2 separate regions of the Mus musculus genome follow, and region 2 is linked to region 1. Evidence: chromatin contacts called from public HiChIP or PLAC-seq data. All regions are on one chromosome and are shown on one strand. The core of a region is the stretch at or near the end of the contact, and the rest is flanking DNA. Distances in the headings are between cores, read along the strand shown.

Evidence for each region. HiChIP or PLAC-seq counts read pairs in DNA pulled down with a chosen protein or histone mark.
Region 2: a contact with region 1 is called in an H3K27ac HiChIP or PLAC-seq map of regulatory T cells, with 4 times the contacts expected there. The contact joins the enhancer-like site here to the promoter of 4732490B19Rik in region 1. A contact is called at or near these places in 3 of 39 promoter capture datasets (3T3-L1-derived adipocytes, liver and stem cell-derived epiblast-like cells), 1 of 484 Hi-C or Micro-C datasets (cerebral cortex) and 1 of 115 datasets of contacts at active chromatin or transcription factors (regulatory T cells).

What each region holds. Positions count from the first base shown.
Region 1 is chr11:113,208,276-113,210,975 of GRCm38.p6, reverse strand. It overlaps 4732490B19Rik (RIKEN cDNA 4732490B19 gene), which reads left to right and starts at 1,307. Exons shown (of 4, transcript NR_040276.1): 1 at 1,307-1,579; 2 at 1,782-1,990.
Region 2 is chr11:113,333,628-113,336,327 of GRCm38.p6, reverse strand. The region is part of intron 6 of Slc39a11 (solute carrier family 39 (metal ion transporter), member 11); the gene reads left to right. Among named protein-coding and RNA genes, the nearest start is that of Gm51926, 5.8 kb to the left of the region's middle. Within about 2 kb of position 1,262, at least 42 of the 459 cell types and tissues checked have an H3K27ac peak or open chromatin away from gene starts, as enhancers often do. A contact at or near this core is called in cerebral cortex and regulatory T cells, where this site is marked.

The sequences.
Region 1 (2,700 bases), core at 58-2,557:
TGTCCTTGCATGCATCTTTATGTACCTCATGCAGACTCTATCTGCTTCCCAGTTCTGTGGGGCTTGGAGAAGATGGACAGGCTATACCCACTAGCTTGTAGCTTGTCATAGTTGGTCTTGACTGTATTATACAGATTGCATAGGGCCTCTTTCATGTAAGTAGCCTTTTGAGCATACACTCCATTCATTACCCTTCCCATGAGTCCCCCTTACTTCCTAGACAGACCAGCTTCTATTTTCATGACATCCATCTATCTATCTATCTATCTATCTATCTATCTATCTATCTAACTATTTATCTATCTATATATATATCTGATTTTATGTGTATATAATGTCTAAGATCTACAAATGAGACCATGTGCAATTGTCTTGCTGAGACCGACTTAATCCGCTTAAAATATTCTCTCCAGTTGTAGCCATTTTCCTGCAAATGACATATCTCCATTCTTCGTGGCTGCACAAGAATTTCATTGTGTAGATGTCCTTCGTTCTTCTTGGCCGTTGCTCTGTCACTTGACATCTGTGTTGTTCCTGCAACTCAGCTGTTGTGAAGGACTCTGCAGTCAACTCGGGTGTGTGAGCATCTCTGCAACACGTTGACATTCAGTGCTTCTTGGCAAGAGCTGAGCCCCCGAGTCCCTTAAGTTCTGTGGCAGCCCATCAATCCCATGGCGTCTACACTCACCTCTGCTGAGGTGGGATTCGCCTGAAGAATGTCTTGTCTTGGAATATAGCTCTATTCCTGGCATGCTCATGGCTGGACTCTTGTCTTCCCAGGAGCAACAACTCAACTGAAAATGACACAATCATCATTTCTATTTAAATCCACTGTTGGATGATATATTCTTACCATGGCTACTTAAGGAGGCTGGCTAGCATTACTGCAGTAGGTGCCCTGGCTTCCATGCCTGCTGAAATCATTGGATGCATCTTATCCTTAGCTTCCAGGAAAGGAAAATAAGTGTCTGCCAAGCTCTGGCATGTCCCAATCCCCTTGATACTCTGTGTTCCTCCCCCGGCAGCTTCCTGTCCAGGATCCTGCCAGCCAGATGGGGGAGGGCAGCTCAAGCAGTGGGTCTGTGAGCTAAGGGGGAGGATGGTCTTTGATATCCCCCTCCCTTATCCTATTCTTAGGTAACCAGACCAATGTCTTTAAACTGAAGGCTTCACCCATTATGAGACAGATTATCATGAAGATCTCGGTGTACAGCTTCCTGGCATCAGGACTTTACCTGTTGATGGATTTGGAGAGAGTTATCGTCAGCGCTGGGCATGGAGCCCAAGGCTGGGCAGGAAGTATATCAACAACCTGGGGCTCATTGTTTCTATGGGGCATCTACAGAGCTGCTGACCTCTGCCAAAAGGCCAGAGGCTGATCCCTCACTCCAGGGAGACCTGCAGTGGTGCCATACTCGCAGACTCCAGCATGCCGGCTTAGCTCAGGACTGTCGGGTTGAACCAAATGCCACCATTTCCTACCTCTAGAGAACCAGAACCGGGGTGGCAGAGCAACCCTACTATCAGCTGGGCTACGCTAGCACTTCCAGGCTGCTGCTGCCTCCCTCTCTGACCTCGGGTGAGTCATTTACTCTGCCGCATACACGAATTCCCCAAGAACGTGCCTTTTGTTTCTAGGCTAAAGGTCCTATTTATATTGCTTCTCCCAGCTCCGGGCTTGGAGTGAGTGAAGGAGCGAGTGGGTAGGTAAATGAATGAACGGAGATGTGGCAGTTCGTTTAATGTCTACCAACTGTGACAGACTTATGTCCCCTTTGTAGATTTGTGCACCAGGCTAAGGTCCCATTTTCCCTAAGGGAAGCCAGACTCTCTTCACTAAGGATTGACCGAGACCTTGCATCTGGCCTCTTCTTCCTTCTTCTCTCCTGGACCTTCATTGGCAGAGAGTCACCTCTCCAGCCTGTGGGGCTTGACCACTGAGGAGGCAGATGAAATCTGCACGCTTCTCCCTTGTCTGTCGCCACCAGAGGTAAAGGCTGCTTCCGCTTCCTGCCCACATGAATGACGTTGGGTTTCTCTACCTCTCGAAGCCAGGGTCCTGGTTTGTGGGGAGGGAGGGTATAGGTGGGGTGGGCAGACAGGCTTGGCTTATGCACGTTGTCCACCATTAGCTTCCGTTCAGCTACTCTGCCCTCGGTCCTCAGTTCTCTTCAAGTCCTTCCACATCCTTGGTGGAGGAGAGAGAGCTTTTGGTTTTGGATGAGGTAAGTGAGGTGTCTGGTTTCCGGTTTCGGGACCTCCAGAAAAACAAACCCTTGGTATTCCGGTGTTCCAAGGAGAGGTTCAGTAGGTGCCGCCTCCCTGGCGAGTGGGAGGGGTTAGGATTGAGGCCTTGGCATTCCGCCCCGCCCCTTCCCGCCCTTGCACTGTTCGATTACACCACTCATACATCTGAGCTGCGCCCTGGAGCTGGAAAAAAAAAATGAACTTAAGGAGAAAGGAGGGCACCTGAGGTGACTGACCCAGCTGTCATCTTTAGTAATATTTGCATTATAGAGCTTCTTTCATCATCTGGGTAGGGCCTCCTTAGGCATGGCCATATTTTATTTAGTTCATCTGTAAAATAAAGAAGGCGTGAATCACCCCCCCACGCCCCCCCCCCCCCCCCCCCCCCGTCCTTCATCCTCTTGGATCGGCATCCCGGGTGCCAGATGAAGTATTTTCAAGAGAAAATGGAAG
Region 2 (2,700 bases), core at 13-2,512, 130 kb before region 1:
TAGCATCTTCACCTCCCATCTGGATACGTATCTCATCTCCTCCCTTTGTGGGAAGAAGGGGTCCGTGACAGATGTAGAAATCACTGTGTAAACTCCTGGCCATCGAGGAATGTCCTGGGTGCCTTCTAGTCATGCAAAGCACCTCAGATCCCATCCTGAATTTTCTACCGCTTGGAAGCAGTTGAACGTTGGGGGGCATGTTGAGGGGCCTCATCCTGGTATCTAGAGCAGCTTCTCTATCTTGATGGAAAGACAGGATGTGAGGTCTAAAATAAGACATGTGTAGGAGGGCATATAGCACATTTGCCTTGGAAATCGGATTATATTTACAGTAAGATAAGAAGATAAATGTAAAATTCCATTGGCATGGGCTGTGGGGCGATTGCATGGAAGTGCCAGGATCGAAGGCATCTGCAGTTACAGTGTTAGCTAAGAATAGAACGTTCCATGGGCTCTTCTGATGCATTCCCAGTCTTTGTTGAGGCTCTCCATATGCTTATGCATAGGGTAGGGTGACGCTTCCATCAGATTCTGGCTCCCAGCCCCTGCCTCCTATTTTTCCATCTACAAGATTATACCCCATGGTCCCTGCTCATGTCCATGTGCTTATAGGGGTGGTATATATGCATAAGTGTGTGTGTGAGGGTGGAGGTACATGTTGGCCGTGGGGACCTTGGCTGTCACTCTTCGGCTGCTGGTGGTCCATCTTGTTTGGAGCAGACTCTCGGGAGCCTGGAGCTTGCTGATTGGCTAGCTCTAGGGATCTTCTGGGCATCTCCTCCCAAATACTGGGGTTATAGATATGTTCTACTGCATCTAGACTTTTAAAGCGTGGGTTCCGAGGGATTGGATCCATGTGCTTTGTTGTCTGAGCCATTTCTCTAACTCAGGAACTTGTGTTTCTTGGGGTGCATGTTAAATGGTCCTGTGACACATAGTGGCTTTTGTAAGACAGAAGAGTGTTTGTGGCCCGTGAGTCTAAGGGCTTCATTCTAGCTGCAAGGGAGGCAGGGTGGGAGCTTTTCTTTAACAGTCCTTGTCCCGCTAAAACTCCATTCCCGGGAAAGGGAGGCAGAACGGCTGAAGCGGGACCCAGTCTCCCATATGCCGATGTTACTAGGATGCACACAGCCAAGTACCTGACAAGCAGCGACTTGAAAGTTTAACCAGCTCTCAGCTTTAAAGGGCAGGGCAGGGAAGGGGGCGAGGGTGAGCACGGGGCTGCTTGCTCACATCTGGACAGATCAGGAAGCAGAGACAAGACAGACAAGACAGGAAGTGAGGCTGGACTATAAACCCCAAAGTCCCGTCCCCACCCTCCACCAGTGACCCACTTCCTCCAGTGAAATTCTACCTCCTAAAGATTTCAAAGCCTCCCAAATCAGCTCCCTGAGCTGGGGATGGGGGGTGGGGTGGGGGTGGGCGTGTTCATATGTGAGAGCACAGGAGCCTGAGAGAGGCATTTGGCATTGGATCCATAACATGAGTTATCTGATAGGGCAGAGGCAACAGAGAGTAGGCAGAACTTGGCTGTTGATTGGCAGGAGGAGCAGGAGAGAAGGGTAATAAATCACTCCTCCCCTCTTCCAGCTTAGGAAACCAACGCTGGTCTCAGGGGAAGCAGGAAGTACTTAATAAAGGAAGTAAAGGAGTGGAGAAGAGGTCTGTGGTTGGGACGCGTTGCTAAGAGCCCCCGAATGCTTCCCTGGGGGAAGTAGTCAGCTCTTGAACTTGGCACACCGCAGGAAGGACCTGGCCAGTGACATGGGGAGAGGCAGCCTGGGCTGGCTTAGTAGAAGGCCTTCCCACACAGCCCTGACTGTGCTCCCTCCTTGGCTGTCTTCATCCACTTAGCATATTATAGCAAACACCATTACATTCCACGCCTCAGGAAAAACAGACACGACTCCTCGCGGCTCCGGAGGCCCAGGTGACCAAGACACGGGAGGCAGCAGATTCAATGTCTGGTTCATGCCTGACATTTTTGCTGTGTCTTCACAGGACGGGAGGGACTGTTGGGTTCCCTTAGGCCACTTTTAGGAAGGTGCTAAACTCATTCCTGAGAGCCCCATGCTCCAATCAAATCACCCCTTAGACCCACCTCTTGATAGCTTCACGGTGGGGCTTAGAATTCCAGGGTGTGAATGTGGAGAGGAGACCACCCATTCAGCCCGCTGCACCGTCCTCCTGACACTCTGTTCCAGCCCCAGGCTGTGTGTGGTCCAACTGAGCTTCTCCCCTTCAATCGAGAAGCCATACCTTCTGATGATGCTCATCTCTGAGTGGCAGCTCTTTGAAGAGCCCTTCTCCTCCCCTAGTCAGCTCCTACACATCCCTTTCCATCCAACTCGAGAGCCACATCCCATCAGGAGAACCTTCATGACAAGGACCACGTCTCACCCGATTTTAGTTCCCAACACAGCGGAACAGAAGGACACAGGGCCCTCCCGAGTCTGAGGGACCTCCTTGGAAGCACAGGGTTTTCTCTGGGAAGAAGAAATGAATGCCGGGTTTAACAAAACAAAAGCTGGCTGCAGTATCCACAGGCAGAGAGGCAGCAGGTGGCAGGTTCTTGTGAAAGGGTCTAGTTACCCTGGTGCTATAGAGTGACACACTGGAGCTCAGCATGCTGCGGGGCGGGTTACACTCATCCCACTGTGAGGTGACCTGCTGTCAGTAGGTGAACAAGGCAAGTTGAGA